4 separate regions of the Mus musculus genome follow, and regions 1, 3 and 4 are each linked to region 2. A link is a contact called in public HiChIP or PLAC-seq and promoter capture Hi-C data. All regions are on one chromosome and are shown on one strand. The core of a region is the stretch at or near the end of the contact, and the rest is flanking DNA. Distances in the headings are between cores, read along the strand shown.

The links. HiChIP or PLAC-seq counts read pairs in DNA pulled down with a chosen protein or histone mark. Capture Hi-C pulls out chosen DNA fragments and counts their contacts.
Region 1: a promoter capture Hi-C map of liver shows a contact between it and region 2, with 4 times the contacts expected there. The contact joins the promoter of Proser3 here to the promoter of Fbl in region 2. A contact is called at or near these places in 5 of 39 promoter capture datasets (cranial neural crest, hippocampal neurons, liver and 2 more), 2 of 484 Hi-C or Micro-C datasets (CD4 T cells and CD8 T cells), 1 of 115 datasets of contacts at active chromatin or transcription factors (embryonic limb bud) and 2 of 9 other capture datasets (adipose tissue and liver).
Region 3: a contact with region 2 is called in a promoter capture Hi-C map of liver, with 2.6 times the contacts expected there. The contact joins the promoter of Tmem147 here to the promoter of Fbl in region 2. A contact is called at or near these places in 1 of 115 datasets of contacts at active chromatin or transcription factors (thymic regulatory T cells) and 2 of 9 other capture datasets (adipose tissue and liver).
Region 4: an H3K27ac HiChIP or PLAC-seq map of embryonic stem cells shows a contact between it and region 2, with 4 times the contacts expected there. The contact joins the promoter of Aplp1 here to the promoter of Fbl in region 2. A contact is called at or near these places in 3 of 115 datasets of contacts at active chromatin or transcription factors (astrocytes, embryonic stem cells and thymic regulatory T cells).

What each region holds. Positions count from the first base shown.
Region 1 is chr7:30,550,751-30,555,308 of GRCm38.p6, forward strand. It overlaps Proser3 (proline and serine rich 3), which reads right to left and starts at 1,555. Exons shown (of 12, transcript NM_001382459.1): 1 at 1,458-1,555; 2 at 8-84. Hspb6 (heat shock protein, alpha-crystallin-related, B6) reads left to right here and starts at 2,551. Exons shown (of 3, transcript NM_001012401.3): 1 at 2,551-2,782; 2 at 3,512-3,634; 3 at 3,719-4,558. The coding sequence starts at 2,585. The coding sequence ends at 3,886. Gm38670 (predicted gene, 38670) reads left to right here and starts at 2,078; the gene lies at 2,078-2,154.
Region 2 is chr7:28,167,438-28,171,588 of GRCm38.p6, forward strand. Fbl (fibrillarin) reads left to right here and starts at 2,311. Exons shown (of 9, transcript NM_007991.3): 1 at 2,311-2,381. The coding sequence starts at 2,372. It overlaps Gm31024 (a long non-coding RNA gene), which reads right to left and starts at 1,425. Exons shown (of 2, transcript XR_001778069.2): 1 at 671-1,425; 2 at 1-488.
Region 3 is chr7:30,726,639-30,730,944 of GRCm38.p6, forward strand. Tmem147 (transmembrane protein 147) reads right to left here and starts at 2,896. Exons shown (of 7, transcript NM_027215.2): 1 at 2,706-2,896; 2 at 2,564-2,633; 3 at 2,019-2,078; 4 at 1,794-1,930; 5 at 1,567-1,651; 6 at 1,349-1,470; 7 at 1,063-1,265. The coding sequence starts at 2,782. The coding sequence ends at 1,142. Gapdhs (glyceraldehyde-3-phosphate dehydrogenase, spermatogenic) reads right to left here. Exons shown (of 11, transcript NM_008085.2): 10 at 3,697-3,794; 11 at 3,141-3,321. The coding sequence ends at 3,249.
Region 4 is chr7:30,443,942-30,448,269 of GRCm38.p6, forward strand. Aplp1 (amyloid beta (A4) precursor-like protein 1) reads right to left here and starts at 1,641. Exons shown (of 17, transcript NM_007467.3): 1 at 1,381-1,641; 2 at 377-520. The coding sequence starts at 1,527. It overlaps Kirrel2 (kirre like nephrin family adhesion molecule 2), which reads right to left. Exons shown (of 15, transcript NM_172898.3): 15 at 3,825-4,328. The coding sequence ends at 4,178.

The DNA of each region.
Region 1 (4,558 bases), core at 305-2,804, 2.4 Mb after region 2:
ATTTTACCTGTTGCCTGCCTGTGGATCCTGTTCCTCTAACTGGACTGCCTTGCCTGGCCTCAGTGGGAGAGGATGTGCCTGGTCCTGCAGAGGATGTGTGAGAGTGGGTTGGTACCCATGCACACCCCCAGAGGATGAGTGAGAGTGGGTTCCCACTCCAGGCTAACAGAATCAGACTATCAGGAAACAGGCTAGACACTGCAACTTCTTCACACTATTCAGGCAATTAAAAAAAGATTTATTTATTTTTATTTTGTATGCATGGGTAGTATTATGCCTGCATGTGCCTGTGCACATTTATGTATGTGCAATGCCCTTGAAGACCCTGGAATGAATGTGAGTAGCCATGTGATGCTGAGAACTGAACCTGGGACCTCTGGAAGACCAGCCCCTGCTCCCAACCAATGAGCCCTTTTTCCAGCCCCATTCAGGAAAAACCTGGTCTGTTGCATAGTTCTGTTTTGTTTTTAACTGACACTAATTGTACAAGTTTATGCGGCACAGTATGATATTTCAATACGTGTATACAATATGTTACAGTCAAATCAAGGTAACTAATTTCTACCTCTTTAAACATGTTCCAAGAAGCCCATTTCATGAAGCTCCAATTAATTCCACGAGGAAAAAAAAAAAAAACCCAAGTAATGTAGCCAAGAATGGTGGTGGATGCCTTTAATCCCAGAACCCAGGAGGAAGAGGCAGGAGTTTAAGGCCAGCCTGGTCTACAAAGTGAGTTCCAAGACAGGGCTGTGCAGGGAAACCCTGTCTTAAACAACAACAACAATACAAATCATTTTAAAAAGCACCCATATGGGCTGGACAGATGGCTCGGTGGTTAAGAGCACTGGCTGCTCTACCAGAGGTCCTGAGTTCAATTCCCAGCAACCACATGGTAGCTCACAATCATCTGTAATGTGGTCTGATGCCCTCTTCTGGCACACGGGAGTATATGCAGAGAGAGCACTCATATACCTAAAATAAATAATAAATCTTTTTTTTAAAAGCATACAAATGAAAAAAAGAATGAAAACAATAGGCAAAAACAAAACATTAACAAAGAGCCACGACGAAACCGTACACAATATGTTTCCGGTTAAACCTGTTAAGGGAAGGGGGAGGTGGTGGCATGACTCCCAAAGAGAAAGGGGCAGTAGAGACTACAATCCCCATGAATCACTGGGCTCCTCCTAAGTGAAAAAGTTCATAGACAACACCCCTAGATGTCTGGGGCAATTTGGAAACTAACGAACTAAATTTTCAAATTTCTTTTCGACTCTTCTTCGGCCCACCCTGCGGGAACAAAAGACATGAGACACTCAGAGATGTTGGAGGGCCCAAACTGTGTGGTATCTTGGGAGTTGTAGTTCTCCTGAGATTGGGCGGGAGACTTCAGGCTCACGTAAACCCGTGTTGCCTTCCCAGGCCTCCTGTGGTCTCTGAAAGAGGACCAACCTCACCTGCAGTCAGTTTGTCGGCATTTACCGCAGCCTTAGCGCCAGCGGAGCTTCTTCGCGGAACAACCCTGCGCCTACTCTCCTCGCTAAGCAACGCCGTCAGCCCCGCCCCTTTCTGGCTGTGCAGAGTAGGAGCGCGGCCTCCAAAGCGACCAATGATAGACTAGAAAATAAAAGTAACTGGAAAGCGGCCGAGGGGCGTTCTCTCTTGACGAACTGGGAGAGCGTGTGTTTGATTGGAGCGTGCAGCAGTAATTGGCAAGACTTCAGACCAATAGTAAGGATCAAAGGCCGGGCTGACGCTTGAAGAGCGCTAAGAGTCCTGCCTTTTACTCAGTCCTTATTTCTAACCGCCAGGATACCTGTTGGAGCGAAGGCCTGACTCCAGCCTAGCTACTATTGCAGGGCTAACCCGAGACGTCTGTCTTTACTTTGACTGCTATCCCGTCCTGATGGTCACCTTAACCACTTTCCTCTTGAGCAGCTGGCCGTACTCCTTGCCAGGCCCGGGCTCCTGGCCCAGGTAGTGGGATCAAAACGAGCTATTTCGGGCCCCGGCGCGCAGCCCCCGGGGGCCAACCTGGAGTGTTCATGCTCATGCCCCCTGGCCGCTGAGCACCCCAGGCTGAGTCAGAGGCACAGAATTAGGCCCGACCTACTCTGGGGTAGGGTCTGTTCTGTGTCCTCCTGACTGCCTGGCATGGGTGCAGCATTCTCCAGGAGTCTGTTACTAAGACTGATGCGTCATCCTCAGAGCTGCCAGCCTGGCGGAGATGGATTAAGAGGACTGAGAACTCTTTGGGGGACTAATCGGGACCCAGGGTCCCAACTGCCACAATGATTGCCACACCTATAAGGGTCTGCCTCCTAGACTTTTAGCTTCCCCTTACAGAAATGGAAAAAGGCTTAATGACATTTCCCTGGTGTCCTTTTCCGGGCATCCAGCAGGCGTTTAATAACTGGCCAAGTAATTATTGAAGTTTCTAAATAAGGAATACTAATGCCTGAGTTTGGCCTCAATCCCAGTGTCCCTGAGAGGCCCGCCGCAGGGGCGGCACAGGGCACAGTATAAATCGGAGCCAGCGTGCGTTTGGGCACTGCGGGGCCCAGGGTGGCAGCGTAGGAACAGGATGGAGATCCCCGTGCCTGTGCAGCCTTCTTGGCTGCGCCGTGCTTCAGCTCCTTTACCAGGTTTCTCTGCTCCGGGACGCCTCTTTGACCAGCGTTTCGGCGAAGGGCTGCTTGAGGCAGAGCTGGCTTCACTGTGCCCTGCTGCGATCGCCCCCTACTATCTGCGCGCCCCCAGTGTGGCGTTACCCACAGCCCAGGTGCCAGGCCTAGGGAGAGGGCCAATCCAACTACTAACAAGACTGGGGGCCAGGAGGGGGGTCTAACCCCGGGCCGGGGGTGCGGGAATGTCTGTTGATTTTTAACTTAGAGGAGAATGTCACCCCTCAGTGGGGCCATTGGGTGTCCCTTGAGTGCGGTATTCTGAGCCCCTCCCCCCCCCCCCCCCCGTTACTGATCTTCTGAGGGGGTGAAGGGTGGGGCAAGTGAGCCGGGAATCTGGGGGAAAGGACAAGTGAGTCCCGACGGGCTGTAATGTTCCTAGGGTTGCATATGGTGATGCTGCATCTTCAAGAGGGATCCTGTGATTTGATGAAGGGGGTCTTGGGCACTCTAAACGAGGGGAAAGTACCCGTAAAGGGCACAGGAGGTCCCATGACCTAAGTAAGAACTCTGGCGATGGGGAAGTGGCATCTTGGTTGCTAGCATGGTGGGGTCTCGTAGCAGAAATGGTGACTGTGGAGTCAAGGACATGGGGTGGGGGGTTATAGGGTAGATATCTAACTTGGTTACCACAAAGAGGTGGACCCAGTATTTGAAGGGGAGGGGGGCCAGTTATTATGAGGCTGAGGTTCTGGTGACTTAGAGGGGACAGTCTACACAAGTCCTCGGCAGCAGCACTGTAACCTATGTATCATAGAGAGTGCTGGGTCCCAGAAGCCAAGACCCCTATCCGATCGACGCCCCACCCCTACCCGCCATGTGTGCAGGTGTCCACGGACTCTGGGTATTTTTCCGTGCTGCTGGATGTGAAGCACTTCTTGCCAGAGGAAATCTCTGTCAAGGTGGTTGACGACCATGTGGAGGTCCATGCTCGGCACGAGGAGCGCCCGGTAGGTCTGCATGCCAGACTGGGGAGCGGGGTAGGCAGGAGGGTAGGAGTCTCAAGCCCATCTCTCCCTGTACCCCACCCTCAGGATGAACACGGATTCATTGCTCGAGAGTTCCACCGCCGATACCGCCTGCCTCCTGGTGTGGACCCTGCTGCTGTGACCTCAGCACTGTCTCCTGAGGGTGTCCTGTCCATCCAGGCCACACCAGCGTCGGCCCAGGCCCAACTTCCGTCACCACCTGCTGCCAAGTAGGGGTCCCAGCTGCACAGGACCGAACCCAGGAAGCCTCTTTAGGCTCTCTTTTAAAAGCCGATCTGACTCCACTGCCCAGCCAGATGTCCCAATCGCCGTCAAGACAGCCTTTCCCAACCACACCTAGATGTCCTTCGGAGACCTTTCCACCCCTAAGCCTACCTGAGCCCTAGTAACCTAGACAGCCTCCCTAAGCCCTCTCCCAGCTTTCCGGCCCGACCCAGGACACCTCTCTAGGGACGCTACTGTCACCCCTCAGTCAAGGCTCCCATCAAATTGACCCCACTTTGGGCTTCTATCACCACGCAGGCCTCCTACCGCACTTGTAACCTGTGTAGAATACCCCAAGGTGACACCAGAGTACAGTGTAGTCACCTAATTCTCCACATGGAGAAACTGCATGGGCTTTCCACATCAGAACATCCAAGCCTAGTCCACCAGTCCTACCCACTAGTCCTGTTCTTGTAACATAATGCTCCTCTGCCCAGCCCACTTTCAGACTTAAAACTCCAGGCACCTAAATTCTTGAATACTATTCTGACTTCCAATTCTTGGGAAAACTATTCCCAACTAACCAGGAACCCCAAACTCAAACTGTATGGACACTTCAACTTCTCCAGATGTGCTAGGCCAATGAACAAGAACCCTTGAGTTCCTCTGTCCTGGCTGCCC
Region 2 (4,151 bases), core at 1,061-3,560:
CAGTCCCACCAGCACCCAAAAGCCTGGGTAGTCCAGCTTCTCCAACTCTGCAGTCCTCAGCACACAGCTTGTCTCAGGTTTAACCTGGTTCCACATCACACCTGCCGCTGTTCTTGGTGGACATTCAGCAGTCTTGGCATCTGCAGTAACCTGGGACCTCCTTTGTAATTGAGGCCACACCTTCACGAGTGACCTCTCCACAGGGACTCTAACACCGCCATATGTTACCAAATCTCAGCTGCTCTCCACGACCCCTCTCATACCTTCACAACTAGTACTTCCTAGCTGACTCTTACATAGTACTTGCCAAGTTCAGACCTTATTGAACTTTTTAAATAAATAATAATAATAATAAAAATAGCCAGGCAGTGGTGGTGCACGCCTTTTATCTCAGCACTTGAGAGGCAGAGGCAGGCGGATTTCTGAGTTTGGGGCCAGCCTGGTCTACAGAGTGAGTTCCAGGACAGCCAGGGATACACAGAGAAACCCTGTCTCAAACAAACAAACAAACAAACAAAAAAAAAAGAATGAAAGAAAGAATTTAAATTAATTTTTTAAGAAATCCTAGGAGCTTGGGAGGTATCTCAGCAAGTAAGAAATCTTGCGCTGAGCAAGCATGAGGACTTGAGTTCAAATCCTAATGCCTGTCTTAAAAAATTGAAGTGGTCACCTGTGTGTCTGTAACACCAGGGCTGGGGTGGTAGTGGTGAGACAGGGGACTTTCTGGCCACCAGCCTAGCTCCGGGTTCAGTGAGGATCCTAAATCAAGAGAATAAGAGAGAGGGTGATAGAGCAGAACACCGTACATCCTCCTCCATTCTCTGCATACCTGCATGTGTGTGGGCACACACACACTCGTGAACACATACACACACAATGTGTAAGCACTAAAACATTTCAGTGTCTTACAGGCTTGTAAGAATCCCCTTTAATGCTTATTTTGTCTAAAACAAAACAAAAACCAGTGCTGGATGCTAGGGTGATTTGTCACCCTGGCAACCATCCAGCCCTTCCCTGGCACTTGGCTGCCTTGAATGACTACCATCCAAGCAAACCCCTCTTGGCAGCCAGCTGGTCTACTGTCATGGCAGCCTGGCAGCTCTTGAATGCTCCACAGACACCTCCAGGAAGCTATACTGCATGGACCACCACTTAATGCTAAAAGACAACTCCTGCTCTAGGAGGCACTATCCTGGCCCTGACTATCCCCAAGAGTTTAACATGGACTTTTTGCCATCAGAAGCCTCTATAATCCTTGGCAGCCACTTCACCAAGGCCAGAGGGAAACCATTTCCCCTGGTAACCCAACAAAAAGTCAGCGGTTAGTGCAAATGATCTTTCAGTTGCACGGAAGGCTGTAAGTTCTGGCTATTAGGACGCTTCTTCTGGAGACCGGTCGCTCCTGTGCTGCCTCCTGGTGGTGCAACATTAACACTGGGCCTTCTGCAACAGTTGTTGCTCGACTGATGTGATCTTTATCAGTAGGGTGGGCTGAATTCATGACCTGAAGAGGAGGAACAGAGGCAGAAACAACTGCAAACCAGCAGTGGCCTGGGAGCAGCTGCGACAACATTTGGGTGAGTGAAGATTTCCAGTAAGAGGCCAGGGGTAGAGAGCAGAAGCAGTGAGATGCCTGTTCTTCGCTGTAAAGGAGGGAGCTCTTTGAGCGGAAAAGGAAAAGGAAGGAGAAATAGAAAAGCGAAGTGTACCATAGGAGATCCCGAGTTCCAGCTCAGCCTGGACCCCACTGCAAAACCCTGTCATAAAATACAAACCTCAACAACAAACAGAAACATAAGGCTGTGCTGGAGAGATAGCTCAGCTGTGAAGAGAACATAATGCTCTTGATGAAGACTCAGGTTCGGGTCTCAGCACCTATTTGGCGGCTCACAATTAATTGCCGGTAACTCTAGTTCCAGGGGATCTGACGCCTTCTCCTGACTTCCATGGCGTATGCGTGGTGCACAGACAGACGAATATGCAAGCTAAACACTTCTAAGGATAAAATTTTAAAAATTTAAAGTCTTTGAAAAATAATAAATTTTTAAAAATCGGTATAACCCCTGATTCCTGGAGTGCTAGCATAAGTGAGAGGAAAAGTCGCAGCGCACTTGTGATAAAATTTGCCACTCTAGGAAAAAGTGAGGAGCGTAGAGACACGACAGAGCCGGAAAAGGATTCAGAACTCCCACCCAAGGGGCCGACTCCGACTTCCGGGAGACGGGACGCGCGTCTAAGGGGCGTGGTTACGCGCTTCCGTCACTCGCCGTGCGTCACCGCGCGCAGGCGCTCCTTTCCACGTGCGAAAGCCTGAGACTCGTGGAGTCGGGGACGCCGCAGGTTGCCTGAATCGCGCGACCAGAACGCAGTAATGAAGCCAGGTAAGGACCACGGTGCGGGCAGGAGTCGGGGGCTCTAGGCGCGGCGGGCGGGGACCGCGGCCGCTCGGGGCCGGGGGATGTGGCCGTGAGCTCGGCTCACCGGCCGGCCTACAAGCTTGCCGCCTCAGAGCGGCCGGTGCGGCCCTCCAGACCCTGACCCAGAGTTGGGGCTTGGATCTCCGAGCATTGCTTTAGGGGATCCGACTTGGGTCGCAGATGAAAGGGCCCCTGTCTCCACCCCAAGCCTTCCCTGTTGCCGCCGTCACCCACTGTCACTCCCTGTCAACGATACCTTGGTCCCCAACCCAGCTTCCCCCCGGGTAAATGAGGATCTCCGGCTCCGTGGTGTGCGGCGCTCGCGTGCACAGGCTGGCGCTCGCCGCGCTTCCGGGAGGGGCGGGACCCAAGGCTTGTAGGAGTAGAGGCTCTGGGGACCTGGGAGTCCCTGCTCTGTAGTGAGAGCGACTTTACTAGCCCGGCTATTAGCGGGGTAGGTGATTGGAATTGAGAGGGGTTGGTTTAGGTTTGGATTTTGAGAGCGTCTTGTCACGTGATCCTAGCTGGCCGAGATCCACCAGCCTTTACCTCCAGAGTACGGGGATTAAAGGCGTGCGCCACCACGGCTGGCCTGACAAATGTATCCATCTCACCTATTTCCCGCGTTTTTTTCTGATGAGCCCACTGTATGGTGGATGATGGCGAGAGTTCTGGCTTTGACAATAGAAAGTTCTCGTTTCTCTCTTGAGTTCTTAATGGATAAGTGGTTTTCTTGGTGATAGGTTACTCTGGGCTGTCAATCCTAGCACTCGGAAAGCGGAGACAGTTAGATAATGAGTTTGTAACACCAGTCTGTTCTACATTAGTCGTGATAGCATGAGCTTTTCCTGTTGCCGAAGGATCAGTTTTCACCACTGCAGGTTTTTGTCTGGCGTGGACACACATGTTCCTGTGGACAGATGGAGAGTAAGTCACTGCAGGCGATAGTGACCCATCTCTCCCTCCCAGACATGTTGAATATCTATCTGGGGCTCTGTTCTGGATGTCTGGGGAAGTAAGGTGGAGGGATTGCTAGTCTGGATGTTCTCCTGGCATCCTGTGATTTGTGCTTTCCCCTCAACCTTTCTCCATCACACGATAGAATGAGAATTGTTGAACAGTCGAATCTTCTGTGACAGTTTGTGTCTTGAATACGAAGCAGCTTTGGGGGAGATTGTTTTAAACAGAGGTGTGCTACAAAGTATGGTGGACGATTCTCAACAAGGTCCTTTATTTTCATGTTTGTGTATTGAAATGGCATCTTATTGTAATAGCCTAGGCTAGCCTCAGACTCGGCTTCCCAAGTGGCTGGGTTGCAGGCATGTGATTGCAGCAGTTGCTGGAGTTGCTAGTTTGGAGGTGGGGAGACTTGTAGAGAAAAGCAGATTCTAAAACAGCAGACTGTGTGTGAACATAAAAGTCTTGTTGAGTAGTGAGTCCTTTCGGTTCATTTTCCTCAAAACCCCAGGACCAGAAATGGATCCTGATAACACATTGAGTATTATGTGTCTGAGTTGACCCTGCTATCTACCGGTCGCCATGAGGATGCCAACAGCTTGCCAGATCTCTGTTCTGTCAGGCCCAGGGTTGGAGCTAGTGGCTCTTCTCCTCAGTACTCTTGTGTATACAGTTCCTTGATTTTTCTATCATTCCCATAGACCTTTGCTACTTTAGGGTCTTGAGTAACAGTAGCATAGCCATCCTCCCATATGAGCTACAGGACACCATTCTCTT
Region 3 (4,306 bases), core at 1,646-4,145, 2.6 Mb after region 2:
AGTGTGCACCGTCTACCTCCTGTCCACACGAAGTCAAGGCTGTTGAGGATACTTGGCACTTAGGAAAGTGGGGAAGGAGGAAGGTCCATCCGATAGAAATTGTGCCTTCTGTAAACAGACTATCATAGTGAGCCTAAAGGAGCTGTCCTTTCCTATGTCTAAGGCTTAAGAGCCCAGTGAAAGAGGGAAGTGGCAACTGTCCTCCTCCCCAGTGGGGTGGGAAGCATGATGACACTGGGACCAAGGCTGAGAAGTGCCCTAAGACAGTAGGCTTTCCATCAAGGTCTTGGATCTGACACATCCTTCTCAGGGAGTGGATAGGGCAAAAGCCTAGCCTAGTGGAACAAAGAAGGGCACAACCACAGTGGTGGAGTAAGCATCCAGGACAGTATCTAAGTTGGTAGGCTCAACTACAGCTATTTGACTAGCTGACCTAGAATCTCCCATCCCCCAACCCCCACACACATACTGAGAGACTTAGGCCAGGATTTAATCTGAAGGCTGCAAGACTAGTTGAAGCATGCAGAAGCTCAGAACCGAGGAACTCTTCCGAGTGGCCTTGTGGCTTGAACGATGGCAGGAATTTGACTAGGGAAATCGTTCAGAGGAGCAGCTCCAAATTATGAAGGGCAAATGGCACAGCCTACTGTCACCTTCACTAGGAAACTCCACAGAGAGTTGCAAGTGGAAGACGGTGACCTAAGTAGTAGACAAGTTTTATATGAAGCCCCCTAGCTGTTACATGGTGGATGGACTAGAGTGGAGAAATGGGGGGTTGCAAAGTTGGAGGTAACCAGTTTTGGGAAGACTCACCATGGAAGAGGGCTCAAACCAAGCTGTAAGTTGAGGAAGAATGCCCCTCTACCCCAAAGCCCCCTCCTGAACTCTAGTGTGTTCATTCCTTAGCTTGTTCAATGATTACCAAGCCCCCAGGTTCTCATGGGGAAACCAGGAAGACTGGCCAACATTCCAGCTTATTTATCTGGTTCTGAAGCCAGACAGACTCTGTGAGACCTAAGTCCGAGGATTCGGTTTCTGAGAGAGAGAGATGGACATAACAAAAACCTTTCCAAACACTGTTTACTTCACTGAAATCTGGAGAGAGGAAATGAAAAGGTTCGCCAACACCTGAGATGTCAAGCTAGGAGTGTACATTGACAACAGCAACATACAGGGCCAAGGTGCTGAGGGCCAGCAGTCCTGTTACTACTGCCCGGGCGAGCAGTGCTGTCCAACTACCCAAGGAGAAGAGGTGGACGAAGGTCCTGTGGGGAAACATCACAATGAGGAAAAGGAGAGAGAAAACACACCCCCATTTGAACCCAGCCTCATACCCCACCCAGCTCACTCCATGACAAAGGCCTTGTAGACACTAAGGAACATCAGGAGGAGAACAGCAGGCCGGAAGGTGTGGTACAGGTCATAGCGTGTTATCATCCAGACCTGAGCTGATGCAACGATGTAGTGGACCTGCAGGGAGGCAGGAAGGGACTGGGAAGTTGGAGCCAAGTTTTTGGGAGAAGTATGGCTAACAACATAAAGGTAGGCTAGGGCTAGACTGCATACCAGACTGATGTTGGAGTCAATGCTCATCTGGATATATTTCCAGTCAAATTCAATGCCTCGGGCTCCCACCCAGAGGGGGATGCATCTGAGGAAGGCAAAAGGAGGCAGTCTCTAGTACCCAGACTCCCCCACCCCCAGCACCCAGCCTCTGATCACCTCCCCTCAGCACCCCTGTGGGACCCAGCTGTCCATTCCCGGAAGTCTGGGCTCCAGTTTGCTCCACACACCGGGACATAATGAGTTCAGCAGTGGCCCAGCCCAGGGCAGCAACCATAATCTTGTACTCCCCCTTGCCTGCATTCCGAGACATGACAAGGTTTAGGCCTATCAGGTCTGCCACATCCACACTGGCCTTCATGAATTCCTGTGGGTCAGGTAGAGGCTCGAGTAAACACGGGGACCAGGTGAACCGACTCCTGCACTCTTCCTTGCCCTTCCCTTGTTCAACTTACCCCAATGAAGTCATAGATGCCACCTTCCCAGGTGGGGAAGAAAGTGGCCAAGAACAACATCTGAGATCAGAAAGTAGAAAGGTCACTGGAAGGTGAGGGAGATTAAAAACCGAAACAAACAAACAAAAAACTATGTGGATACTGTGGAAAGTAAGTGTGCAAGTAGAGGATATGACGCTGGGTTCTAGGGGTCATTCTAGGTGTAAGTGGCAAGATCACGTGATCTTGGGAGATAGAGGGCAAGTGGCCTGGTTTCTAAAAGTCTAGAAGTTCACGGGGGAATCTGATGTCTAAAAATGCCTAGGCAGCACCCTGCGACACCCTGTGGGTGAAATATCGCACTAAGAGGTTTTCTCATTTTACAACAGTTGTAAGAAAAAGTTGCATCAGGGCCTTTCTGGCCTTGCATCCCTTCTAAGGTATTCGGGCATAGTCCCTAAGCGTTGTCTCGAGGGTGGTCCTATGGAAGGTGACAGCTGCAGAGTCAGGCCCCTGAGATCTGGAATGCCTGGAGGCCAGACACGTGGAGTCCGGGAGTCCCTCACCTTGCATAGCTGCACAAAGAGGTAGGTGACCCCGGCCTGGACGCATTTCCAGAAGGCGTTGTATTCAGACCTGAAGAAGCCGGCGGTGAGGGGTCGGCCCGGGTCCCGCACCCTCTCCACCCCGCGCCCGCCCTGCACTCACAGGCCGCTGCATTTGTACGTGATGAAATAGGGAAAGTAGGCGAGGGCGAAGCAGTTCCCGAAGTGGAACAGGGTCATGACGCCAGCCGCCCGGTCCCGCAAATGCGGGACTCGCCAGGCGCAGCGTCTCCTCTAGTCGGCCTCGCCGGCACCGGGGCCTGGCGCCCACCTGCTTTGCCGTGGCCCGCGCGCGGCCTTATGGGAACTGTAGTCCGGCCTGGTACGTCGCGTGCAGTGACGTCAGAGCGCCCAGCTCCGGCTGTGTTGCAGGGACTTCCAGAGCCTTGCTTACACCGTTGAAGACCTTGTGTTCAGACAGCGCTTTCCCTCTCCCACTCGGCTCGGAGCCAAGCGCCACCTCTTCTCGCTCATCCGAGAACTTTGAACCCCGCCCTGAACGCAAGGTGATCGGCGCAGAGACAAGAGGGCAAAGCTGTGCGCATTCTCGTTTTTATTTCATTGTTGACCCGGTGGCGGCGCCTTTGAGTGGAAGCCGAAGTCAGGAACGCGAGGTGCGCAGGGGAGCAAGGAGGGGCCTTTTGTGTTACTTCTCTCGGCTAAACATGTAGCGGAGGAGGTCGACCACTCGGTTACTGTAGCCATATTCGTTGTCGTACCTGAGGAGGCGAGGAAGGAGGCGTCAGTGTGTGTGTGTGTGTGTGTATACGTGTACGCACTCGCGCGCTCGCCCTCTTGTCAGCCTCCCCCACTATCCTCTGGCATCTATCCCCTTTACCAGGCGTGTGTGTGTGTGTGTGTGTGTGTGTGTGTGTGTGTGTGTGTGTGTGTGTGTGTGTACGTGTACGCACTCGCGCGCTCGCCCTCTTGTCAGCCTCCCCCACTATCCTCTGGCATCTTTCCCCTTTACCAGGCGTGTGTGTGTGTGTGTGTGTGTGTGTGTGTGTGTGTGTGTGTGTGTGTACGTGTACGCACTCGCGCGCTCGCCCTCTTGTCAGCCTCCCCCACTATCCTCTGGCATCTTTCCCCTTTACCAGGCAACAAGCTTCACGAAGTTGTCATTGAGGGCAATTCCAGCCTTAGCATCAAAGATGGAAGAATGGGGATTGCCGTTAAAGTCCGTGGAGACCACCTGCGTGACAATTTCAAAGATAAATGTAGTCGAGCAAAGATCTCCAGGAACCCAGACTCTCAAACCACATTGTCAGTCACTCATCTGGTATACTGGACAGAGACCTTTTGTGTTGGTGACAGAATGTGATCAAGGCAGGTGGAACCTTTGTCTCAGGGACACAGCAGGGGAGCTCAGTGGATAAAAGTGCTTGTCACATAAGCGTGAGCTTTCTGTGTTTGGATCCGCAGAATCCATATAGAGGCTGGGCGGTTGATGGACACTTATAGGCCCAGCAGTCCAGCTCCAGACTGAGGCTCCTTGGAACAAGATGACTAGCTAGATTAGTTAGTTGTCAAGCTACCTTACATCTTGCCTCGGTAACAAGTGGAGTGCAATGGAGGAAGACATGTTTATCACCTGTACCTGGTGTACCGGTACATGTGCCCCGTGCATCTGCATGTACCCACACGGGGGAAGAGGATACAGATCACAATACCCTAATGAGGTTGCATTAAACGTTACATGAAGCG
Region 4 (4,328 bases), core at 391-2,890, 2.3 Mb after region 2:
TGATCTAAGCCTTGCCTCTCTTTCGGCCACGCCCACTTACACTCCCACTTTTTCTAAACGGATCCATAGATTCCTAAACCATGCCACTCTTCAGGCGACCTTGATTAGTCCATGGGGGGTGTGGGGGGGTGTTGTTGGGTTTTTTTTTTTTCAGTCTCCACCGCCGCCCCGCGGCCCCTAATTTCTCAAAATAGGTTTGCGCTGGCCCTTTAGGAGGGGCCTCTTCACTGACCACAGACCCCCAAGCTTTCCCTGGCTTTACAGATTCTCTCATCTCCCTAGACTCTGCCAAGTCCAGCTTCCTCAAGGGCGACCCCGCCCCAGCTTGGATCCACTTTCTCATTGACCACGCCTCTCCCCGTGGGGTCCCGCCCACCTGTCTGCAGTACTCCAGCACGCGCTGCGGGTCCAGAAGACAGCGTCGTGATCGCTGTGGGTCTGGTTCCCAGCGGCCGGTGCGCAGGTCCCGGTGAAGGGTTAGACGCCCACATAGTCCAGCCACTTGAGCCGACCCCGGAGCCTGGGAATGAAGGCAGATGGGGCAGTGAGGAGCCAGGGCAACGATGTCATCTGTGTTGTCTGGTTCTTTGCTCCCTAAAACCCAGATAGGGCTCCTGCCCCTATCTCTAGCACCAGCTCCTTCTAAGCACCTTCTGAGTGGAGAGACCGTTCCCCGGGAAACAAATCCCGTGGGGCTGGAGCGCCCCAGCTCTCCCGTTGCTATGGTGACCTGGGTCCCCACCCCCCCGCCCCGTTTCTCGCGGCCTTGTTGCTGAGAAGACAGGCTCCGCCCCCGCCCCAGCGGCTTGGGTCTGAAGCCTGAAGGGGTTAAACTTGAATCGTGTTGGGGGAGGCGGGGGGCGAACCCAGGCGTTCTGGCCCCTCCTCCCTCCATCCCCAGTTCAGGTTCCCACTGAGGGGGTGCAAAGACGACAGGGCCCAGCTTCCCAGCAGGCCTGCACATCAGACCTTTAAGGACTAGAGGAGCTATATCCGGATTGAGTAGTGGGTGGAGGCCCGGACTACTGGATGTTTGAGGGCAGGGGGTTCATGTGGGTCCAGATAATACAAGGGACCTGGGTTCTTAGAGCCAAGCGCCTACTGCCTGGTGCGTCCTACGCTTAGGTGGGCAGGTCTTGGGGCTTTGTCGTCTAGGGGTGCTCTGGATTTCTTGGACCAGAGGCTCTTGGAAAGAGCCAGGTCCGACGATGCGGGTGGGAGGGGGCAGGGACGTCAGACGATGGAGGAACCTAGGAAAATCTACAGTTCGGATCGCGTGGGGCAGGCCACCTGGCCAAAAGGACTGCGGTGGCCGTCCCGCGTCCAGGTCGAGGCCCGGTCCCGCCCCTTCCCCATCCCCAGGACCCGGCCGGGCCTCACCTCGGCCGCGCTGGGGCTCCCAACAGCCAGGTTCCCGACGGCGAGCTGCGCGCGCAGAAGCAGCAATGACAGTGGCAGCAACAGCGGCAGCGGCGGCGGTCGCCAGCGGCGACCCTGACCGCGAGCGGCGGGGCTGGTGGGCCCCATGTCCGGGCCTCGGGCCCTCACGTCCCCTGCGCTCCCGCCCGGCCCTACCCGGCCCCAGCGGTGACAGGAGCTCCCAGCGCCACCGCCGCCTCCTCCTCCCGCCGCCCCCGGGCTGCGCCGGCGCCGCCAGCCCCGCCCCGCGCCGGCCCCGCCTTCCCAGCCAGGACAATAGCGTGGCGGCTCTGCGCACTGAGAGGCTCCGGAACCCCGGGAGGGAGCCTGCTCCAAGTCCCAGCCCCTCAAGATTCCAGGTGTCACTGTCCGCGTGAAGACCGAGTCACTAGGTTCAGTCCTGGGCGTAGCCGTTTTCTGGACTTTCATCCTTGGCCTTCTCTTCTGGCAAACGCAGACACCCAGCATCAGCTTTGTCCTCCTCCAAGGATGCCAGAATCCATGGGGGTGGGGGTCTTCCATAAATCCCTCTCTTGAGGTCCCAGGAATATAGACCTCCGAATTTTCCCAGTCAAGAATTTAGGGAGTGTACTAGGAAAGCCTGTAATCCCGGCACCTGAGAGGAGGGGGCGGGAGGATAGGAGTTTGAAGCTAGCCTACCTACATGCAACCCAGTCTCAAAAGACAAAACACAGCTACAGCTAGGTAAATCTGCTCCCTTCCAGGCCTCTTCTGTCTCAGGACCGGAGGCCAAGTCTCCCACCCTTGCTTCCTCAAACCTAGGAAGCCTTCCTGCCCTGATTGCCAGGTGTCTGGATCTTCAAATACTCCCTCCAAAAATCCATGACTAAACCCTTTCTTTACAGATGACTCGGGTCAGGTGCTGGATACCATAGCCTTCCAAGACCAGCACCTGAGGACCACTGTGTGGAGTCCCCCATTCTCACCCTTTCTAAGGGCCACCTCAAGTCTTCTGCCTAAAGGGTTCACTGTTTTATCTTAAGTGAGTGTACAATATTCTAATCCCCCCCCCCGAAGCAGCCCAGATGTGTGTGTGTGTGTGTGTGTGTGTGTGTGTGTGCATCTGTATGGTGTGGACCTGCCCACATTTGTCTGTCTTTCTGCTTTGTGTGTGTGTGCATCTCTGTGGATGTGGGTGGGGTGAGGTAGTGGTGTATTATTAAAAGAGTTTAAAGTGGAATGGTGATGTGCACCTGTAATCCCAGAGGGCCTGAGGCAGCAAGATCAAGAGTTCCAGGCTAACTGCTGAGAGAAGGCTCAGTGATGAAAAGCACTGGCCGCTCTCTCAGAAGACCCGGGTTCAATTCCCAACACCCACACTGTCTATAACTCCAGTCTTAGGGGACCCATCCCTCTGTTCTGGTCTCAGGGACCAGGAATGTATATAGTATACAGTAACACATGCAGGCAAAACACCCACACAAGTAAAATAAAAATAACAGATCTTAAAATACAGAGAGAGAGAGAGAGAGAGAGAGAGAGAGAGAGAGAACCTACAGCAGTAAGCCAGTAGCAAGGGGCTAAGGAAGGACTTAGGACATCATCGCTACTGCCACCCAATGCATGAGAGGCGAGGGAGGACTAGATACAATACAACCTTTGTGGGCCTCTTCATTCATGGAAAACACCAGGAGACTCCTCCAAGTGAAAGAAAATTAAAATTCAAGGTCCATGACTCATGTGGCTTGTGTCAGTTAGTTAGGAGGGCCTTTGGGCCTAGGGCAAAAACAAAGGCTGTAAAGTCATCCAGGAACTGGCTAGCCATAAAAGACAGGGAAGACATACCAGGATGTCCGGACTGGCCCGGCGTCTCCCTATCTCCCGCCCTTCTGACATGGGTTAAATGTTAACCAGATGCTCTGCTGTTACCTTGCTCTGCACATACAGTTTGCTGATGTTTAAACTGTCCAATTGTGTGAAACCATGCCAATTCTTCCCCTACCCCCACTCTTTTCCTATATAAACCCCTAACTTTTGAGCCTCGTGGTCGATTCCTCTATCTCCTGCGTGAGATACGTGTCGCCTGGAGCTCCGTCATTAAACTACCTTGTGTGTTTGCATCAAGACGGTCTCTCATGATTCCTTGGGTGTGCGCGCTATCTCGTGACTCGGGTGGGGGTATCCCCACGGAGGTCTTTCACAAGCACATTTGCGTCTTTGCCTCCCCCTTTTATTATTAAACATAAGTATTCTTAGCCCAAGAGTCCCCTTCATTTCTTCTATTTCCACCCTACCCCATTCCTTGGATTCAATTCTTTCTGTATCTTTAAGGAAGGAGTCAAGATAGTGGCCATTTTGGTTCCCAGATAATGAACAGCCATGTAGGCTATACTTATTGGCCAGGACGCGGTGGGGGGGGGGGTGTGGATTATTTCTTTCATCTTGATTTGTCTTATGTTATCCTTTCTCTTGATGCAGATGGTCATATATCTTCTCTACTACTTCCATCCATATCCCTAGTTCCCATCTTTGTCCCTCTGCAAAGTATTTAGTCATTTAGTCACCATCTTGAATGTCTTTCTCATGGGAAAGCGGCCATATTGCTCCCACTTGGAGAATCCACTTTGGCTGAACTGAGTGTACACCAACAGTCCTGATGCTTGTAATGATCTTTCCCTCCTTCAATGTTCAGTTTTGGAGGGGTTGGTCATCAACTTGTTCTGACTCCCCAGAAATCTGGACAACACACTATATGGCAAACAGAAGATTCCAAGACCCTTCACTTGGAGAGATGGATTCACACATGAGTCTGGAGACGCTGGTGGCTGGGTGGAGACAAGGTAGCATACGGGAAGGGGGGAGTTCCAGAGCTCAATTCTGGGGGTCCAAAGGATGTGGGTTTCATGTAGCTGGTGAAGGCACGGGGATGGGGGGTGGTAAGATAACCT